Linked DNA regions of Mus musculus: all the other regions are linked to region 2. Evidence: chromatin contacts called from public ChIA-PET and promoter capture Hi-C data. All regions are on one chromosome and are shown on one strand. The core of a region is the stretch at or near the end of the contact, and the rest is flanking DNA. Distances in the headings are between cores, read along the strand shown. Region 1 holds the start of Carmil2 (capping protein regulator and myosin 1 linker 2). Region 2 holds the start of 4931428F04Rik (RIKEN cDNA 4931428F04 gene). Region 3 holds the start of Ces2e (carboxylesterase 2E).

The links. Promoter capture Hi-C pulls out the DNA fragments that hold promoters and counts their contacts. ChIA-PET counts read pairs in DNA pulled down with a chosen protein or histone mark.
Region 1: an RNA polymerase II ChIA-PET map of memory CD8 T cells shows a contact between it and region 2, with 21 read pairs. The contact joins the promoter of Carmil2 here to the promoter of 4931428F04Rik in region 2. A contact is called at or near these places in 1 of 39 promoter capture datasets (embryonic stem cells), 1 of 115 datasets of contacts at active chromatin or transcription factors (memory CD8 T cells) and 1 of 9 other capture datasets (pancreatic islet).
Region 3: a contact with region 2 is called in a promoter capture Hi-C map of liver. The contact joins the promoter of Ces2e here to the promoter of 4931428F04Rik in region 2. A contact is called at or near these places in 2 of 39 promoter capture datasets (cranial neural crest and liver).

What each region holds. Positions count from the first base shown.
Region 1 is chr8:105,684,773-105,688,108 of GRCm38.p6, forward strand. Carmil2 (capping protein regulator and myosin 1 linker 2) reads left to right here and starts at 1,502. Exons shown (of 39, transcript NM_001357333.1): 1 at 1,502-1,541; 2 at 1,788-1,879; 3 at 1,974-2,024; 4 at 2,597-2,659; 5 at 2,781-2,905; 6 at 3,012-3,103; 7 at 3,298-3,336. The coding sequence starts at 1,502. It overlaps Gm33578 (a long non-coding RNA gene), which reads right to left and starts at 1,448. Exons shown (of 2, transcript XR_387987.3): 1 at 1,389-1,448.
Region 2 is chr8:105,288,186-105,291,171 of GRCm38.p6, forward strand. It overlaps 4931428F04Rik (RIKEN cDNA 4931428F04 gene), which reads right to left and starts at 1,343. Exons shown (of 8, transcript NM_028888.2): 1 at 1,219-1,343; 2 at 584-980. Exoc3l (exocyst complex component 3-like) reads right to left here. Exons shown (of 14, transcript NM_177788.5): 10 at 2,738-2,867; 11 at 2,497-2,619; 12 at 2,264-2,419; 13 at 2,047-2,171; 14 at 1,738-1,965. The coding sequence ends at 1,776.
Region 3 is chr8:104,924,371-104,927,534 of GRCm38.p6, forward strand. Ces2e (carboxylesterase 2E) reads left to right here and starts at 1,890. Exons shown (of 12, transcript NM_172759.3): 1 at 1,890-2,026; 2 at 2,638-2,842. The coding sequence starts at 1,951.

The DNA.
Region 1 (3,336 bases), core at 252-2,751, 400 kb after region 2:
CAAGTCGGCAAACATGTTAAAGGGCTGTCGCTTCACAGCACAAGAAATTGAACTCCGGTTTCATGTAGATAAATACTACTGCCATTAGCCATTTTATTTTGAAGACACGGGGTCTCTCTGTGTTGTCCAGGTTAGCCAGAAAGTCCTGGGCTTAACATGAACCAGAGTGACTGGGACTTGGTGGAGAGGGTCCCGCTTAGAGGACACTCCCAAGTCATCCTCTGTCTGGGAAAGGTAGAGATGGGACAGAAGCCTAAGAGATTATAATACATAGTTGCTTCTGCTCTCCAAGACTTTGTCTTTCTCTTTTGCTGAACTGTGGGTAGGGCAGTTAGAAGTGGGATTTAATGAAGTCTGTGGGGTGGGGGTGTGTGGGTAAGATCTGAATCAGCCCCTTTTGTAGGGTAGCATGCTTCTGGCTAGTATACTCATCCCAGCTCTAGGCTCAAGTGAATCCTCCCTGAACTTCAATGCAGACAACCTGAGAACACAAATACCAGCACCAGCCTTCAGTGAGATTCAGGTCATAAATTAGCTACAGATGTTCCCAAAGAGCCCGCATCTAAATGAGAGGAACCTGTTACAAAGGATTATGGCTAATCTGGTTTTTGAGACAAGGACTATAGACCAGAATGACCTCAAACTCAAGAGTCCTCCTGCCTGGACCTCCCAATTAAAAGCAGGCACCAACCATGGTCCAGTCAAAAAGTCTGGCACACCTCTAAAAAGTGCAGCCCAGGCCGGGTGGTGGTGGCGCACGCCTTTAATCTCAGCACTTGGGAGGCAGAGGCAGGTGGATTTCTGAGTTCGAGGCCAGCCTGGTCTATACAAAGTGAGCTCCAGGACAGCCCAGGCTACGCAGAGAAACCCTGTCTCGGGGAGAAAAAAAAAAAAAAAAGGGTGCAGCCCAGCCTCTTTTCTTCCTGCCTGTTTTTACAGTGCTGGGATTACAAATAGGTTGCCAGACTCTTAAATTCGTATCTGAGCAGGGCAGAACCTTGGGTGGTGGGTAATTTTTACTGCACAGAGACACAACTGCTCTGGCTTCCTTTGAGTTACTCCAACCTACCCAACCTGTGTCTTGGGATAGATCAAGTTAGTTAGGCCTTTGGCATCCCCTGGAGGGTGGCGTCCCCTGGTGTTTGCGCCCGGGACTACGGGGCAGGGTGGAAGTAGGGCACCAGGCAAGGGGTGAAAAGGCAAGACCCTCTCCCCTACACACCACACCCATGAGTACCCGAGTACGCGGAAGGAAAAGTCCCTGAGCGACAGCAACAGTCAAGATTCGACCATCCTCCCACAACCTCCCACCCGGGGCGAACTCAGCCAACGAAGCCGGGGCGGGGAGGGGCCGGGCCGGGGGCGGCCTGGCAGGAAGAAGCGCGTACCTTCCGCTGCAGGAGGAGCAGGTGGCTGCACTGCTGCCTGGGCCCCTGGCTTCCTGTGTACGCTCCTGCCGGCTGCTTTTTCCCGCCAGAGCTCATTGGGCCGTCCCGGCCCTATGGCACAGACCCCAGACGACATATCCTGTGAACTGCGAGGTAAGCCCTGGGAGCCCACCTGGCCATGAAGAGCCTGACTCCAAACCAGACCTCTCCTCTCGGCGCCTTAGGGAACTTGACCAGGGGTTTTTGTTCTGGAGGGAGGGCCAGTGCCTAAAAGTCCGCTTCATTTCTTCCTAGCTGATCCACACATGAATACCTGGGCACTCAGTCTAGCACAGACCTTGGGCACAGAGTGGCCCTAATAGAGGAGCCAAAGTCACCCAGTAGACTGTCTTTCCACAGGCGAGATCACCAGGTTCCTGTGGCCCAAGGAGGCGGAGCTGCTGTTGAAAACCTGGCTTCCCCAGGAGGGTGCCGAGCAAAGCCATATCCTGGTATGGTAGCCAGGAGTGAAGCTCAGGACAGTGGCCAGACCCTGCACAAAGAAACTTGATTTCCCTAGAGTATTAGTCTTTTGTCTCCCCCCAGGCACTGCTTCGATGGAGGGCATATTTGCTGCACACCTGCCTTCCCCTGAGGGTGAGTCCCAGGCCGGGCCAACACCCCTTCCCCTTCAGCAAGGGACTGCCTTGCGCAGCTGTCTTCTTTGCCCATGCTGGCTTTTACTTTCCAACAGCAGACAGGAGGGAAGTCTGGGCAGGTCTAGCTCAGGATGCCACAAAATCATGGGCTGTGGAGAGAGGACCTGGGTTCAATTCTCCCACCACCAGGTGGGCTCACAAGTGGTTGGAACTCTAGTTCGAAGGCACCCACCACCGTCTTCTGGCATCTTTGGGAACCAGGCACACAAGAGTGGTACAGAGACAAACATGCCAGCAAACACCCAATAGTACAATTTTTAAATTTTAAGAACAAGCTAGGAGGTGGTGGTGCACGCCTTTAGTCCTGGCACTAGGGAGACAGAGGCAGGCAGGCCTGGTCTACAGAGTGAGCTCCAGGACAGCCAGGTCTACACAGAGAAACCCTGTCTCAGGAAAGAGAAAGAAAGAAAGAAAGAAAGAAAGAAAGAAAGAAAGAAAGAAAGAAAGAAAGAACGAACTAGGCTCAAGAGAGTAGCAACAGTCAGTTGGAATGACTCTGATGCTTTCCAGGTGGACTGTACATTCAGCTACCTGGAGGTCCAGGCCATGGCACTACAGGAAACACCCCCTCGGGTAAGAAAGCTGGACCCCAACTTGAACATACACTCCGCTTGATCATTTATTCCTACACATATCACTCTGAATGGACAGCGCTTCCACCACACAGGGATCCAAAAGGCTCCTCCTTCCCCAGGTCACCTTTGAGCTGGAGTCCCTGCCTGAACTGGTCCTGGAGTTTCCCTGTGTGGCTGCCCTCGAACAGCTGGCTCAGCATGTAGCTGCTGCCATCAAAAAGGTCTTCCCTCGCTCAACCCTTGGGTGAGGCTTAGAAAATCCAAGGGGTGGGGCAGGGCCTCAGTGAAAGCTTTTCATCCTTCAAGGAGCTAGAAGTCCCTTTTGCCTCTTCTCCTTATCCCCTGCCTAGGAAGCTATTCCGGAAGCCCACACCCTCGTCTCTGCTGGCTCGACTGGAGAGAAGCCATCCCTTAGAGTCCACCATACCCAGCAGTCCGTGCGGTGAGGGCCAAGTCAGAGCCGCATAAACCTTCCAGTTTGCCTCCATGCAATCCTAGTCTCTTGGTATTGGGGGGGCTCCCCAAAGTGAACAGGGCCACTTTTATCACTGCCGCCATCTACTATGGGGCTGACCTTCCCCTGTCTCTGACTTAGTGCCTGTCTGTTTCCCTATCACTCCCCCGACACCTCTCTAGGTGGCTTCTTGGAAACATACGAAGCTCTGTGCGATTACA
Region 2 (2,986 bases), core at 93-2,592:
TGTTGCTGTCTCTGAAGTCTACTGCAGCTAGCTCACTGTCTGCATGGCAGATCTGAAGGCTTTATCTGGGTTTTCCTTTCTATAATGTGCAACTGTGCTTCCAGAACCCAGAACAGTCCCTGATCCAGCACTGTAATCCACTGTGATCCATGGATGAACCTGAGTCCTTGTAAGAACTAAATCATGGAGCTGGAGAGACTTGCTGCTCTCCCTGAGAACCCAAATCCAGTTCCTAGTGTCCACGCAGGCTAACTCCAGCTGCAGGAGACCCAAGGCCCTCTTCTGGCCTCCACGGGCACATGCATATACCCATACCCAGAAATAATAAAAATAGACCTCTAAAGCAAAAATACTATAATCATTCCTTTCGCAAACTTAGATACCCTGTTTAGACTCCCCCCACCCCCACCCCGGCATCCTCCTCCTTCTCGGAGTCTTCCTCCACCTTACCTAGTGATCGGCTGCTTAAAAAATGACTTCTAGTCTCAGATCTCATTCACCCTCAAACTGTATACTTTTCTGGATGTCTACTGACCACTATATGGGCCAGTTCTTCCATTTTCCCTTCGTTCATTCCACCTACCTCCACGTAATTACCAGAATTCACCTGTTTCTTTCACGTCTCAGGTTCTTCTGCCAAGAATTCTTTTGCCAATGTGTCCCTGGAGCAACCTCTTAACCATTTTTTTCAGGGCCCGGTTTAGGCCTCACTTTCTCTGGGAAGCCTTCCCGATGTGTAAAGGGTCCCAGGGTCTTGATGGCTTCTTGACAGCCCTAGGCTGTCATGGCTGGAGGCTAGATCCATATTTCCCCACCGTGCCCTGAACTCCCCGAGGTCAGGAAGGGTCTGATTCACCCTCTCGTCCCACGCACTCACTAGTTGCAGAATGAATGAATTCAGGGTGAGGCTGGAGTCCCTGACTGCTGAAGGCGGGGTCTGGTGACAAATGAGAGGGTGTGGCCCACACCAATAAGAACCCCTGGAAAGAGATAACGTGGGAAAACAACCAATAGGAACCAAGAGCTCTGGGAGGGCGTGCCCTGAAGACAAATAAAGGGCGTGAGACAGGGTGAAGGGCGTGCCCAATGGAGGGCGGAGCTAGGAGACAATGGACTTGGGGGAATTCCCTGGTAAATCAAGAAGGGTGAAGTCTTAGTCATATTTAGTCTCGGTTTTTGGAGTGGGGTAGGGGTTCGGTCCGCGTGCCGCGCCCCCACCTGATCACGCCTCTTTTGCTGCCCGCAGTTCCTGCTCCTCAAAGCCGATCGCTGGCCGCCGAGACCATGGAAGCCCGCGCCAAAGACACGCGCACTCGGGCGCGCGCACGCTCACACGAAGACGCAAGGGCCACGTCCGTCTCCGCCGTAGGGGGCGTGCTTAAGCTCGCTGTGGGCGGAGCCAAACGTGCGAAGAGGGGCGGGATTCGCTGCCACCCTGCGCCCCTGGACCGCGTCTGGTCCTAGACTTCCCCCTCTTCAAACTTCCGCGCTTCTAAAGCGACTGGCGAGGGCGATGAAACCATTTACTGCTTGCCGGTAGTAGATACATAGGAAGTGAGTACTCCACGGGAGCCCAGGGTTCGGGGCACGCAGTCCACAAAGAGAGCAGATGTCTGCATAGGTGAGATGCTGCCAGAATACTAGGATTCAGCCAGGATTATAGATGTACCACTGTGCACGGACCCCTAATTGCACTGTTGCTTTCACCGGCGCGCCCCCAACACATAGATTCAGACGTGTCGTAGACGTGGCTTTATTACGCAAACAGATGGGTGTCAGGAGCAGGGACCTGAAGGGAGGCAGGAGGACAGGGAGGGCGTAGGCGTCGGTACCAGGCTGAAGAGCGCCCGGCGGCCAGTGGACGGTGAGGGCGGTGGACCCGCCTGCAGCGAACTGAGTGCTGCCTGACGATGCTCTCGGGACACGTCTCCGCGCAGGTCCAAGAGGGCAGAGACGTGATCCTCGCTGCAGGAATACCACCACGTGCGTCAGCCCAGCCCTCCCTCGTCCTCCTGGGCCGTTCCTCCCCTGTCCCCTTCCTCGCACCTCACGTCGGGAAATTGCTGCCTCAAGCCTGCCACCTCGAGGCCAAGCAGTGTGGGGTCGTGGAGGTTGAGCAGTTCCCTCAGCGCGAGCAGGACGGGCGCGCAGTGAGCGCTCTCTTCCAGGCCCTGAACACATGGGAACAGGGTTTCCAGCGGGCCCTCGGCTCCCACCCAACTACAGAGATCCTCGACTGTCTGCCCTCCCAATGAGCTCTCACCAAACCAAGGAAAAGCTCTTTGAGCTGGGCAGCATCCTGCCGAAGTCGCTCAGCCGCCTGGCTCCGCTCGTCCGTACCGCGGCACACTAGGCGGCCCTGCATCAGAGCCCTTAGGTATTGTAACACCACGGTTCGTTCCGCCTCTGCCAGCAGCAGCTGCAGGACAGTAATCAGTTTGAATATAGGGTCCCACCAGCACAACCCCTTCCCCAGCTTTCCTCTCCTCGCCCTACCTGAACACCAGGCTTCCGTACGCGCCAGAAGTCCTGGCAGAAGTGCGACGTCTGCTCACACACACCATCTAGCAACTCAGAACTCAATAGCCACCGGCGCGAGGGCAGAGCGGAGAACAGGGGCTAGGGAAAGCATAGCACAGACAGGGCTAGGGAAATGATCCGGATCCCGTAGAGGCCACCATAAATAGACCGTGTTTCTCCCTCACACTACCAATCTAGACTGGGATGGCGACCTCACCTGGAGCTCAACCTGCAGTACTTCCAAAACCAGGCGGCAGATCCTCCTTTGTACGTCGTCCAGCGCAGCTTCCACTGGAGCTAAGACCCCGGAAGCTTCCCCGTCCGGCAGCAGGACCGAGACCGAAGATCTGGACCAAAAAGTGTGACTTCAGGACCAAGGCCAAGGCTCGCATGGCCCTCTAGGATTCATCCACTCTGGCGCCACCTTGTGGTACAGTGTCTGGTGGGAGCTGGGGCGGAAAGGGCG
Region 3 (3,164 bases), core at 640-3,139, 360 kb before region 2:
TGAGCTCACTCTCCACTTCTTCCAAGAAATGCACCTGAGAGTCTTCTTCATTCCACATATTTGCTATGGCCTTGGCAATTACCAACATGAGGGTCTCTGGATAAATGTGCAGTAAGTAACAAAGCCCATGGGTTCTACCACCCCTTCCCAGCATTCCCAGTTACTGTTCTATAGATAACTCCATGACCAAGAGTACTTGTGAAAGAAAGCATTTAATTGGGGGCTTCCTTACATTTCAGAGGATGAGTTCAGAACCATCATCCTGGTGGGCAGCATGGCAGCAGGCAGGCAGGAACGGAGCTGGAGCAGTAGCTGAGAGTTTACATTCTGATCCATAAGCAGAAAGCAGAGACTTGTCCTGGCATGGGTTTTTGAAACTTCAAATCCCACCCCCAGTGACAAACCTCCTTCAACAAGAGCACACCTCCTAATTCCTCCAAAACAGTCCATCAACTGGAAAGCAAACATTCAAATATATGAGTCTGTAAAGGCTATTCTCTTTCAAACCACTACACCAGTAGAGCTGAGAAAGTCTTGTATTAAGAGGAAGCACCAGGAAGCCCTGAAAACTTGAAGATGCTGATTCCTTGACCCTGAGAAAGAAGGAACTGAAGACGACCTCGTAGCCCTACAGCGCATCAGTTTCTTTGCTCAAGGAACTGAGAGGAGGGAGAGGAGCAGCCAGTGAGGGCTGGGACAGCAGACTGGTCAGGAGTGCATTGCAGCCACTACATTGAAACAATAGCCAGTGTTGGTAGGGAAAGGCTTGGCTGTATCATGCTTGCAGAGACAGAGAAGCCTTAAGGATGTAGCTCCGCCCGCAGTGCTAGGCCCATAAATTATCAGGATCTGGAAATACAGAGTGAAGGCAAATTCTCAGACTTCAGGCTTACTTTGATCCCTGTATCATGCCCTCTAGGAGATCCGTTGGGCATTGTGGGAGCTCCTAGTCCTGTACTCTTTGGTGTGTTCTGCCAGGGTTCTTTGTGATTATTACACACCTAGTGTAGACCTGTACCTTTGGCTTTATCATAGACTCTGAGAGCTCAGACACTGAGAGTTCAGTGTTAGACTAGCAGGACCTGAGTAAATGTTTGCTAAGTGAAGACCAGGAGATGGCACAATGTGCCAAGGAATTTTCAAAAGGCCAGAGACCTAAAATGGGTCCCCTATATCCACATGGTGGAATGATCTGACTGACGGAAGAGGCATTTCACATGTGTGGCATGGCATTCACACATGCATATAAACACATGCACAAGAAAGAAAGAAATAGAAAAAAATGGAAAGTGCTCCTTAAGTAGATAAAGAACTATGAAAGTTGATCTCAGCAGGAGCTGGCTAAAAGAGGAAACATATATTACAGAGGTGGTGTGAATAAGGAATGAGACTTGCGAAGTGCCACATTGTGGTGTTTCAGTGAAATAGCCAGGACACATGTGGAGGGGTCCATATAGACCCTAAGATCACTGTAATGGACATATTCTGAACACATTCTCTCCCTCCTTCCCTCTCTTCTCCCCCTCCCTCCCCCTCCCCTCTCTTATCTTGAATACATACCTACTTGAAGAAGCCCCCCAGGCTGTCTCTGTTACAGATTCCTGTTCTCTGAACTCCAGAACAACACTAACATCTGCCCAATGAGTACAAGGACAGTGATCATGGTTTGAATTGACTTAGGCTTGAATATAGGACTCCCTGTGTTACAGAAGGACTTCAGATGGCATGATATACCTTTCTAGGAGGCCAAAGAGCAGGAATAGAGATTGCTTTGGCTTCCTGCTGGCCTGCTCTTCTTTGGCAATACGAACTTTGCCCCGCCCTAGTGAATTTCCTGCCTACTTTATTTTAGGTCCAAATTCCTGCCTAGGCAAGACCCACATCTTTTATTTCCTGTCCATAGCACACAGATATCCTGGAGCAACACAGACTCAGATCTAAGAGCTGACTATGCCACTATACAAACTTCTTGGATGGCTGAATGCTGTGGCCTGTGGGGTCCTGCTTCTCGTTCTGCATGTGCAAGGTGAGAGTCATTCAGTGAGCAATGAGGAACAGGTCAGAGCTGCTCAGTTCCTCGGAGTCAGCAGGTTCGTTTGTGGGAGGGAAGTCACCAGGGAGGGAAAAGCTGGTAAAGATGGCAGATAAAAAGGGTGGAAAATGTGTGCCTCCCAATGCCTTCACCAAAGCCCACAGAGTGAACCCTGCTGCACATAGAGGGTCAGCAATACCTATGAACACCCCTTTCCAAAAACAATCATTCCAGTGGAAGAAGGGCTAAGAAGTGCTGCACCTGAAGGTTAGAGGAAAGAGAGCAAAGGTATCATTTCCTCTCTCCCTGTGTGACTGTGGCTGCTACAGACCTTTCGGTGATGATGAAAAGAATACATCCATGCTGTCAAGTGGCTCTGAGCATGTCTCCTCCTTAGAGACATGCCCTGCTACCATTCAAAAGGAGTATAAGTAATGTTCCTGGCTTGGGGGTTATGTAGAAGCTCCTACTCGCACATCCCACACCTGAGCCTACACACCCCAAATTCCCTTCCCCATGGGCACTTAGTGAAAATAAGGTGGGAATAAACCATGTAGTGGCAACTGCCTGGGCAAAACTAACCATGTTGGCATCTCCACCCACAGGTCAGGACTCAGCCAGCCCCATCAGGAACACACACACAGGCCAGGTGAGAGGCAGCCTTGTCCACGTGAAGGACACTGACATCGCTGTTCATACCTTCCTGGGAATCCCCTTTGCCAAGCCTCCTGTAGGACCACTGCGCTTTGCACCTCCTGAGGCCCCTGAGCCATGGAGTGGGGTGAGGGATGGGACCTCACATCCAAACATGTAAGTTTTGGACCTAGACAATTGCAGGCCGGGGGTAAAAGCATGCTTTAAGCTCTGGGAGCAAATGAAATGCTTCCTTCTTCTCAACCCCATAGAAGTTTTCTGTCTATGATGTGCAGTGCGTTGTGCATTTTTAGATACATAGCTAAGGCTTCTAATAGAAAAAACTTTGCCAGTCTCCTGGGTCAAAGATCAGTTCCTATACGTTATCTCTCAGTTTTGCAGTGAGAAACAGATATGAATGGTTCCTAGATTCAGAATATGCCAAGTGATCTCTGCCACCATAAATGAGGTCTATGGACAAAGGTCAGTATAAACACCT